Regions from separate parts of the Mus musculus genome. Here region 1 is linked to region 2. Evidence: chromatin contacts called from public HiChIP or PLAC-seq data. All regions are on one chromosome and are shown on one strand. Each heading gives the region's core, a stretch centred on a gene start, on an enhancer-like site or on the middle of the called end of the contact. The rest is flanking DNA. Distances are from core to core; before and after follow the strand shown.

The links. HiChIP or PLAC-seq counts read pairs in DNA pulled down with a chosen protein or histone mark.
Region 1: a contact with region 2 is called in a BATF HiChIP or PLAC-seq map of CD8 T cells, with 14 read pairs. The contact joins two enhancer-like sites. A contact is called at or near these places in 3 of 484 Hi-C or Micro-C datasets (bone marrow-derived macrophages, embryonic fibroblasts and liver), 10 of 115 datasets of contacts at active chromatin or transcription factors (CD8 T cells, the HPC-7 cell line, Th17 cells and 6 more) and 3 of 9 other capture datasets (adipose tissue, liver and pancreatic islet).

Annotation. Positions count from the first base shown.
Region 1 is chr4:133,726,579-133,731,543 of GRCm38.p6, forward strand. All of the region lies in intron 1 of Arid1a (AT rich interactive domain 1A (SWI-like)), which reads right to left. Among named protein-coding and RNA genes, the nearest start is that of Mir7227, 12 kb to the left of the region's middle. Within about 2 kb of position 3,108, at least 299 of the 459 cell types and tissues checked have an H3K27ac peak or open chromatin away from gene starts, as enhancers often do. A contact at or near this core is called in CD8 T cells, the HPC-7 cell line, Th17 cells and 2 more, where this site is marked.
Region 2 is chr4:133,839,828-133,844,951 of GRCm38.p6, forward strand. No RefSeq gene overlaps it. Among named protein-coding and RNA genes, the nearest start is that of Gm12974, 26 kb to the left of the region's middle. Within about 2 kb of position 1,459, at least 180 of the 459 cell types and tissues checked have an H3K27ac peak or open chromatin away from gene starts, as enhancers often do. A contact at or near this core is called in CD8 T cells, the HPC-7 cell line, Th17 cells and 2 more, where this site is marked.

The sequences.
Region 1 (4,965 bases), core at 1,858-4,357, 110 kb before region 2:
GCTAGGAATCAACCTCCAGTACTCTGTAAATACAAGTGCGCTTTAATAGCTGAGACATCCCTTCAGCCTCTAGACATAAATGCTGATGTTCCTGCCTAAGCTTTGAAATTAGTAAAATTACAGGCCTATGCTACTAAGCTTGGCATTTTATTTACACTAGTTAATTTATTATTTATTGACTATTTACTTTAAGTCGGGGTCTCAAGAAGCCTAGGATGGCTTCAAACAAGCTACACAACAAAATCCTTTTGAACTGCTGATGTTCCTGCCTCCATCCAGCCACCCACGTGCTGGGAATAAGGTACGTGCCACCAGATCTAGGTTCTGTAGTGGGTGGGATCAAATCCAGGGCAAAATGTATGTTAGACAAGTACTCTAACAACTAATCTGTATTCCTAGTCCACTTTTAATTAATTTAAATCCACATAATCACATATGGCTAGTGTCTATCATGCTACAATGTAATTTGAGAGCAATGTTTCCAAATAATTTATCACTTCCTGCTACATATGGCTCCAAACGTATTAAATTCTATACAACACTAACATATAGAAAGAATAAAGTGTATAGTGATTTGATAGACTTGGAATTTAAATCCTAACTCACTGCCTGGCCTGGAACACTTTAGCTCATCACCTAAAATGTACATAACGCACAGCTTCCCATAGGCAGGTGTGGTGACTCATTCCTATACTCTCAGCACTTGGGAAGCTGAAGCAGGAGGATCACCATGAGTTCCACACAAACCAAGATTACAAAAATCTGTCAGCCTGGGCTACAGAATGAGACAACAACAACAACAACAAAAAAATAAGCTTCCCACAGTGCTTGTATTTAAATGTCTTTCCAATAAATATTAAATATTCCAAGCTATGTATACAGCTTCCTGTTTCTGCTGTCCAAGGTAGTTTTACTTTGTTTTGAAATGGCATGGAGTCTCACTATGTTGCCCAAATTGAGCTTAAATTCCTGGTCCCAACACTCCAGAATAGGTGGAGTTATTGGCTGCATTCCAGGACATAAGAGTTCAGGCTTTTTTCAAAGTCCTCCTAAATGCCCCAAATACAAGGATGGACAACTGTTCAACTACAACAGTTCCTACTGACAGAAGGAACAGGCAAGCAAGGCAGCAGATATCCTCAACCCCAGTATCAAGTAGGACGACTGAATTAGAAGAGGGGAAGCTAAAATAGTCCTGAAGAACAATGGCATCGAAATAACCCAACCTGTATCAGCAAGGGTTATAATAACGTACACCCAGCCCCAAACCCAAACACATGGCCAAAACTCCAACACTTACCAAGGCAAGCAGGATAAGACAAAACTCCCCTGCACCTGGAGTCTTAAGACTACTCTGGCCTCACAGTAGGATCCTTTAAAGGACAGTCAAACAATAGCTTCTCAAAATGAAACTGACATTTTTTGGTTATCAAACTCATTCCCCTCACCAAAGGTTTATCACGATCAATGGACTATTGCAGTCTATTCACCAAACAAAAATATGTTCAGTTCCAACAAACAGACCACTCTGGTTTCATGTTAAAAGAGAATCTAACTTACTTATGAGATTTAAAAATACTGTGAAAGATATGTGGTTTGCAGTTGGGGGGGGAGGCACCACTCCCAATCTCTTAAAGTAGAGAACATCAAATCTTCATTCATCAATTGAAACAGAAAAATGTCTACCTCCTGTAAAATAGAAACGGCCAGCATCAGTAGTCAGCAGCCACAAAGGAGGAGAAACACCAAATCGTAGCTGCAAAAGAGCCAGAGATGCCACTCTGGGAAAGATGGAGAGGAAACCCTTTCAACAGGAAACCGCGGGAGCAGATTACTGTGATTACGCTTCAAAGGCAAAGGCTCTGCCTCACAGACACGTAATTGAGAGGAAAATGCTGGCCCTTCATCAGGCAAGCCAGGCCCCCTGCTATATACTCTCCTGCATTCATAAAAAAATAAAAATAAGGGTGGGGGGGTAGTCCACCACTTAGCTCCTTGCAGATCACTGGCCAAGCTATAAAGTGCCTGACAAATGAAATGAATGCGGTTCGGGGCATCAAAGGTGCCGGTGCAGGCCTATCCTTCCGAGTATATTCAGTGCAAACAGCTTGCACACTAACAACTTGCAGAGTTCCCTGCTTCCAGCAAATGGCACCTCCGGACCACCTGGCTCTGGAATCACTCACAAGTTCTTAATGTACAGGAAAAGGCCACAGTGGCCTTGTGAACTGCTGAAAGTAACAAGTTGAGCTTTAAGGTTCATCAAGGCTAGGTGTCAGATAGTCAAAAGTAACCACTTTTGGGACACTCAAAATATTAAACATAGTTGCAAATTCTCTATCTGACCATAAGCCACTGAAAGAGGAGACAAAACCAGGCACGCACTAAAACTTCTGAGTACCAAGAGATATTACTCCCCACACCATGTGGTAGTGGCACCAGGAAAAACAATCTCTGATCCTGAAATAAGTCTGCGAGAGAATGGACAGTCAGAAGCCAAAGATACAGAGAAGAGGTGACCAGAAGCGGAGGTAAGGGCCAACTTTTATGCCTAGCTGTGCCAAAGACTCGAAAGAACAAAATGAAAGGTTGGGCCAGGGACTGCCAAGAGCCTCCATCTTTGGAAAGGAGAAGTCCTGACCAGCACACACTTGTGTTTTCCGCTCTAGATGCCAACTAGTCGGTGCCAGGATAAACCTAGAGCCATACCCTTGGATTTTGGGCCTCCAAATATTATTTTGTACTTCTCGTGCTTTCAATTTATTCCTGGCCAGATTTGTTTATGAGTTTTAATAATAACAATAAAAATGCATCCCTGGCTCTTTAACCGAAAGAAGCCCCTAATTGATTCCCACAGTAATTAACCTGCATTTTACCTCAGAGAGCGGTAGTTAAGGAAGTCGGCACTGCTATTTATAACTCATCTCAAATTGAGGGCAGACTGCCTAAAATCTAACACATCCCAGCTGTACTCCTGTTTGAACTGGGGCCAAGGGAATTTTTTAAAGCAATCTTGGCACGGAATGAATGACACCAACAGTATGAGAGCGTGAGTGGTTGTGTTGTGGTGACGTAGCATTGGAGGTGGAGGGGGGGGCAGTGTACTGTGATCCCTCTCGTGCGTGCCTGCAGCTTGAGTCCCAGTACAGTAAGCTGGGAACCGCCCACTGAGAGCCAAACACAGGAAAAGGCTTTTCCTGTGGACCGCCTTGAAGTGAGAAACACATGGCTAATCTGCATAAACTCGAAGCCACACCGACCCTGCCAGGAAGGTTAGTGCTCGTAATCTCTGGCCATGAAGCTGGCTGCCTGGGAAGACTTGGACTGGCGCCTGATAACCCAGAAAGAGCCGAGAGAACAGATGGGTAAGGACCCCAGCAGAATACAGCCTCGGGTCACGTGACTCGCCACATGGCCCCGCCAGCACAAACTATTGTCTGGCTGCAGAGCTTCTATACAAAGGCACCAGGCCTCCACTTCCTGTGATTCTAGGGACTGGCAGCAGCTGTTGATCAGTTCCCGGAGGGGACCCTCCTCTGTTAAGGGCACTCCAGGCAGAGATAAGTACAAAAGTTAAGGCCTCTCCCAACCAACAGGCTTTTTACTTTCCCTGCCAGCTCCACAGAAATCACTTAGATCTTAGGACTAAAGGGACTTCTGCAAGAGCAGCCTTGCTCCCTAGTACATAAATTGAGCAGCATAAATCATTCCACTGTCCCTTTTCTCTATAGCTACAGGCCATCTCTGCCTACCTCCACTTCCTCCCATTCACCATGGGGCTGAGGACTGGTATGATCTGAACCAATCCAAGAGGAAGTACTATGAAATCAGCTGACATCAGCTCTGTCCTGAGACCCTGAATAAGGGACTATAGGATGGGGTGTTGTTTTGTTCATTTGATAGTGTTTTGCTATCTTGTCCAGGCTGGTTTCTAACTCTTTGGCTCAAATGATCATCAGTAGTGCTGAGACTACAGGCAGTTATACCATACCAGCCCTGTGTTGTACTTTTAAACAGGGGAAACATGACTACATGCCAGGACAATAACCTACCCCCCCTACCCTACCCTCCTATTGAGCCTCATCAAAGCCATCTCATCCATGGAGAAATGGAAGTACGCTAACATTTTATCCAGAGTCAAACCCACACGTCCTGGGAGCCGCGTTATATATAATCTGGAGACCACGTGCCAATTTACTTCTTTACAGAAGATAAAAACACTTCATTCAAATTCTGGTCATCTGCCTATGTGGCTGCTAATTTGCAACCACCATCCCCCAAAGTACGTTTTGTTGTATTAAATTCTTTCAAATTTCCCTACGTTTAAAAGGAGAATAAGAGCACACTTCCAATTTATCAGATAAAGGCAGCCACCAGAACTGAGATCCTTCCAGTCCTTCCAAATCCACACTACCTCATAATGATACTGAACAAGCTGGGCATGCCCCATGCATAGCTATAGTCCCAGCACTCAGGACACAGAAAATTCAAAGGATGGCCTGGATTAGGCACCCAGACACCCTCCCAGAGCTAGATTCTAACTCAACATCAGAAAGAGTTAACTATGGAGTCCTATCCAGACCAAAGGGCCATAGAAAGCTTGTTAGTGTTGAGAAAAGAAGACTAAAGAAAAAGTCACTAAACCACCTAATGAAACTTACAGATGAGAGCCAATTTTAATAACCCCTCACGGCTACCCACCCAAACAATCATGCCAGAAAAGCCACAACCAGGCGCCTGTTATTTCTTCACTTCTTCACTGGCACCAGAAAGAGTGCTTCATATAAAGCAGCTAGGAAAACTAATGAATTTCCCAACAAATGAGAAAACTGTCTGTCTGTCCAGGGCACTTTCAGCAGCCACCCTTTACAGAGGAAGACTGCCTTGTGACAGACTTTCCAGTTTCCGTACTTCCAACTATAGTCTCTAAGGCAAACAAGCAACTTTTTCATAAAAATATTCCTC
Region 2 (5,124 bases), core at 209-2,708:
TTTTTTTTGGTTTTTCGAGACAGGGTTTCTCTGTGTAGCCCTGGCTGTCCTGGCACTCACTTTGTAGACCAAGCTGTCCTCGAACTCAAAAATCCGCCTGCCTCTGCCTCCCGAGTGCGCCACCACGCCCGGCTAGAACTCTGTGATCTTACCTGGGCACGATGACACATGCCTGTGATTCCAGTACTCAGGAGAAGGAGGCAAGAGAATTGTGAGTTCGAGGCCAGGCTGACCTACATAACAGATCCAAGGTCAGCATGGGCTATGGTAGTATATTTCAGACCTGAAAATGGAAGAAAACTCATCAGGCATAGATGTCCTGTGATGTGATGACCTTGCAGAGGTAGGTGGATCTCTGTGAGTTCAAGGCAAGCCTGATCTACAAGGAAATTATAATCTGGCTGGCCTCAAAGTCATGGAGATCCCCCTGCCTCTGTCTCCTGGGTGCTGGGATTCAAGTTGTATGCCATGGCTCCTGGCAGACATTCTTCTTTGTTTGGTAATTTGTTTGTGTTGTTTAGAAACAGGATCTCAAATTACCTAGCCAAGGACAGCCTGGAACTCCTGACCCTCCTGCCTCTACCTCCCAAATTAGGATGATAACCCATAGCCTGGGTTAGGAAGTCTCTGTGCTGTGTTCCCGTTTCTTCTGCTCATGGTCACTACCAGAGCCTTGACCCAACTCTCATTCAACTATTTCCCCAGTGGGGATTGAACCTAGGTCCTTACCTATGCTAAGCAAGTACCATACCCCTAAGCTATGTCCTCAGGCCTATCTTTGCTTTTTAGTTTAAGATAGTCACAGTAAATTGCTCTAGATAACATTGAATTTGGATCCTCCTGTCTCAGCCTCCCAGGAAGCTGGAATTCCAGTCCTGACCCACAGAGGACGCTCTGCAGCTACCTGTAAGATCTGAGGTTTAGAGGCCAGAAGACTGCGTAAGAACCCCAACTCTCCGGGCGTGGTGGCGGATGCCTTTAATCCCAGCACTCGGGAGGCAGAGGCAGGTGGATTTCTGACTTCGAGGCCAACCTGGTCTACAAAGTGAGTTCCAGGGCAGCCAGGGCTATACAGAGAAACCCTGTCTCAAAAAAACAAACAAAAACAAAACAAAACAAAACAAAACAAAACAAAACACAACCCCCACTCAAGTTTTACAGTTAGTCTCTACTTGAATGCCCCTCCCTCAGAAGCCCCTGCAGAGGCCCTGTAGTTAATGCTCCATAGCAACAGTCAGAGTGACTGGACCCAGCTAAATCCAGCCCCAGGGAGCGTTTCCTGCCAGGGGAGAGTGGCCACAGGCCCTTCCCAGATACAAGTTTCAGGCTCAGGTCAGACCCGTGTGTAATCTGCCTCTTGATTTCTCAACTCCGCCCACAGCCTCGGGGGCAGGTGTGGAGCCACAGCAGAGAAGCGGCAGAGGAAGTGACTTATAAAAAGCAGTCTCAGGTTGAGTCACACAGAGGAGCTAGAGCTCGGAGAGCGGTTTGGGGGCAGGAAGGGGGGAGCGAAGGCCTTGTGAAAGACTTTACCGAGGCCCCCTCCTCTCCAGGTTTTACAAATGGCTTTAGTTTTGTTTCCCCAAAAAGAGAATGAGGAGAGGTCCTGACCTAGGAGGCTGGAGCCTGTGATCTGGGAGGGAGGGAGGGGCCCGTGGCTATGTGTTAGCCTGAGCTACTTCTCTGCCATCTTTGTGTCACCTGTATAAAACTCAAACCAAACCCCCAAAACAACAACAGCACCACAAACCAAGGGCCACTCTGAATTCATGTTTAAAGATACGAACTCTCAGAGAGTTGGTGGCTTTTCAAGACAGGGTTTCTTTGTGTAACACAACACTGGCTGTCCTGGATTAGCTTTTTAGACCCTGTGGCCTGGAACTCACAGAGATCTGCTTGCCTCTGCCTCCCCAGCACGCCTGCTCCTCCCACCCCACACCCTCCCACCCCCACATTTCCTACTCCTTTCACCCCACCCCACCCCCACCCCACCATTGCCCACCCCCGGCAGTGGCATACACCCTTAATCTCAGTACTTGGAAGTTACAGGCAGATGGATCTCAGAGTTCAAGGCCAGAGAGAGTTCCAGGATAGTCAGAACTCAGAACTATATAGTGAAACCCTGTCTGGAAAAACAAAACAAAACAAACAAGAAAAGTGTCGGTAGACGGCAAGGCAAAGAGGTTGAGTATTTACCAAGGTCTGCTGACCGGTACCCGGAGCTGAACATTAAACCACGACTGCCCATCTTTCTTTCTTTCTTCTTCTTTTTTTTTTTTTTTTAGATTTATTTATTATTATACATAAGTACACTGTAGCTGTCTTCAGACACACCAGAAGAGGGCATCAGATCTCATTACAGGTGGTTGTGAGCCACCATTTGGTTGCTGGGATTTGAACTCAGGAGCAGTCAGTGCTCTTATCTGCTGAGCCATTTCACCATCCCCTGCCCATATTTCTTTCTTTCTTTTGTTTTTCTTTTTTTGTGTGTGTGTGTGTGTGTGTGTGTGTGTGTGTGTGCTCTTAACCGCTGAGCCATCTCACCAGCCCCACTTTTTTTTTTTTTTTTTTTTTTTTTTTTGAGACAGGGTTTCTCTGTATAGCTCTGGCTGTCCTGGAACTCACTTTGTAGACCAGGCTGTCCTGGAACTCAGAAATCTGCCTGCCTCTGCCTCCCGAGTGCTGGGATTAAAGGTGTGCGCCACCACGCCCTGCCTCTTTTGGGTTTTTTTTTTTTTCTTTCTTTGTTTGCTTGTTTGTTTTTCGAGACAGGGTTTCTCTGTGTAGCCCTGGCTGTCCTGGAACTCACTCTGTAGACCAGGCTGGCCTCAAACTCAGAAATCCGTCTGTGTCTGCCTCCCGAGTGCTGGGATTAAAGGCATACGCCACCACTGCCCGGCTTTCTCTGGCTTTTTGAACATGCACAGACATATAGACACACACACACACACACACACACACACGAGAGAGAGAGAGAGAGAGAGAGAGAGAGAGAAAGAGAGAGAGAGACAGAGAGACAGAGAGACAGAGAGACAGAGACAGAGAGACAGAGAAAGAGAAGGAGGGAGGGAGGGAGGGAGGGAAGGAGAGACTAAGATAATAAAGTATACTTCCGTTTGGCATTTGAGGCCATGAAAAACCACAAATCCCGCTGACTTGGTGTCTGGGCTGTGTCCACCCACTGTTGCCCCACTGTTGCCTTCCCAGGTGCACCGGGCAGGAGGGGAACAGAAAGGAGCACTGCGGGTGTGTGTGTGTGTGTGTGTGTGTGTGTGTGTGTGTGTGTGTGTGTGTGTGTGTATGTGTTCCTGGGCTGAGTCCTCCCACTCACCTCTCCAGAGTCCTCCCACAGTTTAGTTCCACCCCTTTGCCCATGGCTGTGGCCGCTTCCATCCCTGAAGGTGCAGCACCCAATGAGGCCTCTCTCTTTGTTGAGTCATTTCCCCCCCACCTCCCCAGAGTTCATGGGGAACCCCTCTCTCTGTTTCTAGAAATAAAGTATTGCTATTCTGACTCTCTCAGCTCAGGGTGGAGGAACTTTCCGTGGGTGTGGGGGACTACCCCGAGGTGCGGTGGATTCTCCACTGCTGGTGATTTTTAATGGAGGGCTGGGTGCCCAGCTGAAGGGCTTTCCTGTAGGAGACAGGGGTTGGGTGTAGGCCTTTGAGGCTCTTTAACTGTAAGGTTTTATGAGTCATTATGAGTTGAAATTTAGCCTTTACATGAGGGTCAGATACAGGACATATATAGGCATAAGATAGACTCAAACGCAGCCTGCCTGGCGCATAGGAGCCTGAGACAGGAGTGGGGGTGGGTTGAAGGGAGGAGCTCAAGGCGATGGAGGTTTACCTGGGCAATAGGAAATAGGAGACCAAAAGGAGACAGGCCTGCTGAGATGGTTCATCGAGTAAAGACAATGCCACCCAGCCTAAGGACCTGAGGTTGATCCCCAGCTAGAAGAGAGCCAACTTCAGTACTATGTTCTCTGACCTCTGCCTACATGCTCTGTCACGTGTGCCCACACACATGAACATCATACACAACAAATAAGTTTTTTTTGTTGTTGTTTTTTTGTTTTTTCGAGACAGGATTTCTCTGTGTAGTCCTGGCTGGCCTGGAACTCACTCTGTAGACCAGGCTGGCCTCGAACTCAGAAATCCGCCTGCCTCTGCCTCCCGAGTGCTGGGATTAAAGGCGTGTGCCACTACGCCCGGCACTTTAAAAAAAAAATTTATTGGGGCTGGTGAGATGGCTCAGTGGGTAAGAGCACCCGACTGCTCTTCCGAAGGTCTGGAGTTCAAATCCCAGCAACCACATAATTTATTTATTACATGTAAGTACACTGTACCTGTCTTCAGACACTCTAGAAGAGGGAGTCAGATCTCGTTACGGATGGTTGGGAGCCACCATGTGGTTGCTGGGATTTGAACTTTGGAAGAGCAGTTGGTGCTCTTAACCGCTGAGCCATCTCACCAGCCCCACTTTTTTTTTTTTTTTTTTTTTTTTTTTTAAGTGGTCTAGCCACTTCCTTGCTTGGACACTTGTGGGTACATTCGTCTTCAATTTCCTTCCTGTGAAACCAAAAATGCCTACCTCATGAGACTACACGGGCCTCAGATGTGCTATGTCGCCGAGGCTGACCTCCAACCTCTGATCCTCAACAAAAAGGCCAAGCCACAGATGACCTGTCATTCCAGAGTTGAGAGGAGGGTTTAAATTCATGGGCTGAAGTCCCGAATGTTTGACTACTTAACGTGGGCAGGGAGTCAGACCTGCCTCTGACAAGGACTATCTTTGAGGTAATCCTAGACAGCAGGATACACAAATGGGCAGAGAGCCAGAAACGCTAAGGATGCTCGCACGGGGCAGGAGATGGCTCAGCAGTTAAGAGCTTGTCCTGCTCATCCCGAAGGCCTGAATTTGGCTTCAAGCGCCCACATCAGATGGCTCACTAACAGCAGTAACTCCAGTTCCATGGAATAGAATGCCTTCCTGTGCCTTCCATAGGCACCAGCATACGTGTGGTATACACAAGCGCTGTACATACACTTTGTTGTTGTTGTTTGGTTGTTTGAGACAGGGGTTTTCTGTGGAGAGCTGGCTGTCTTGGAATTTGATCTGTAT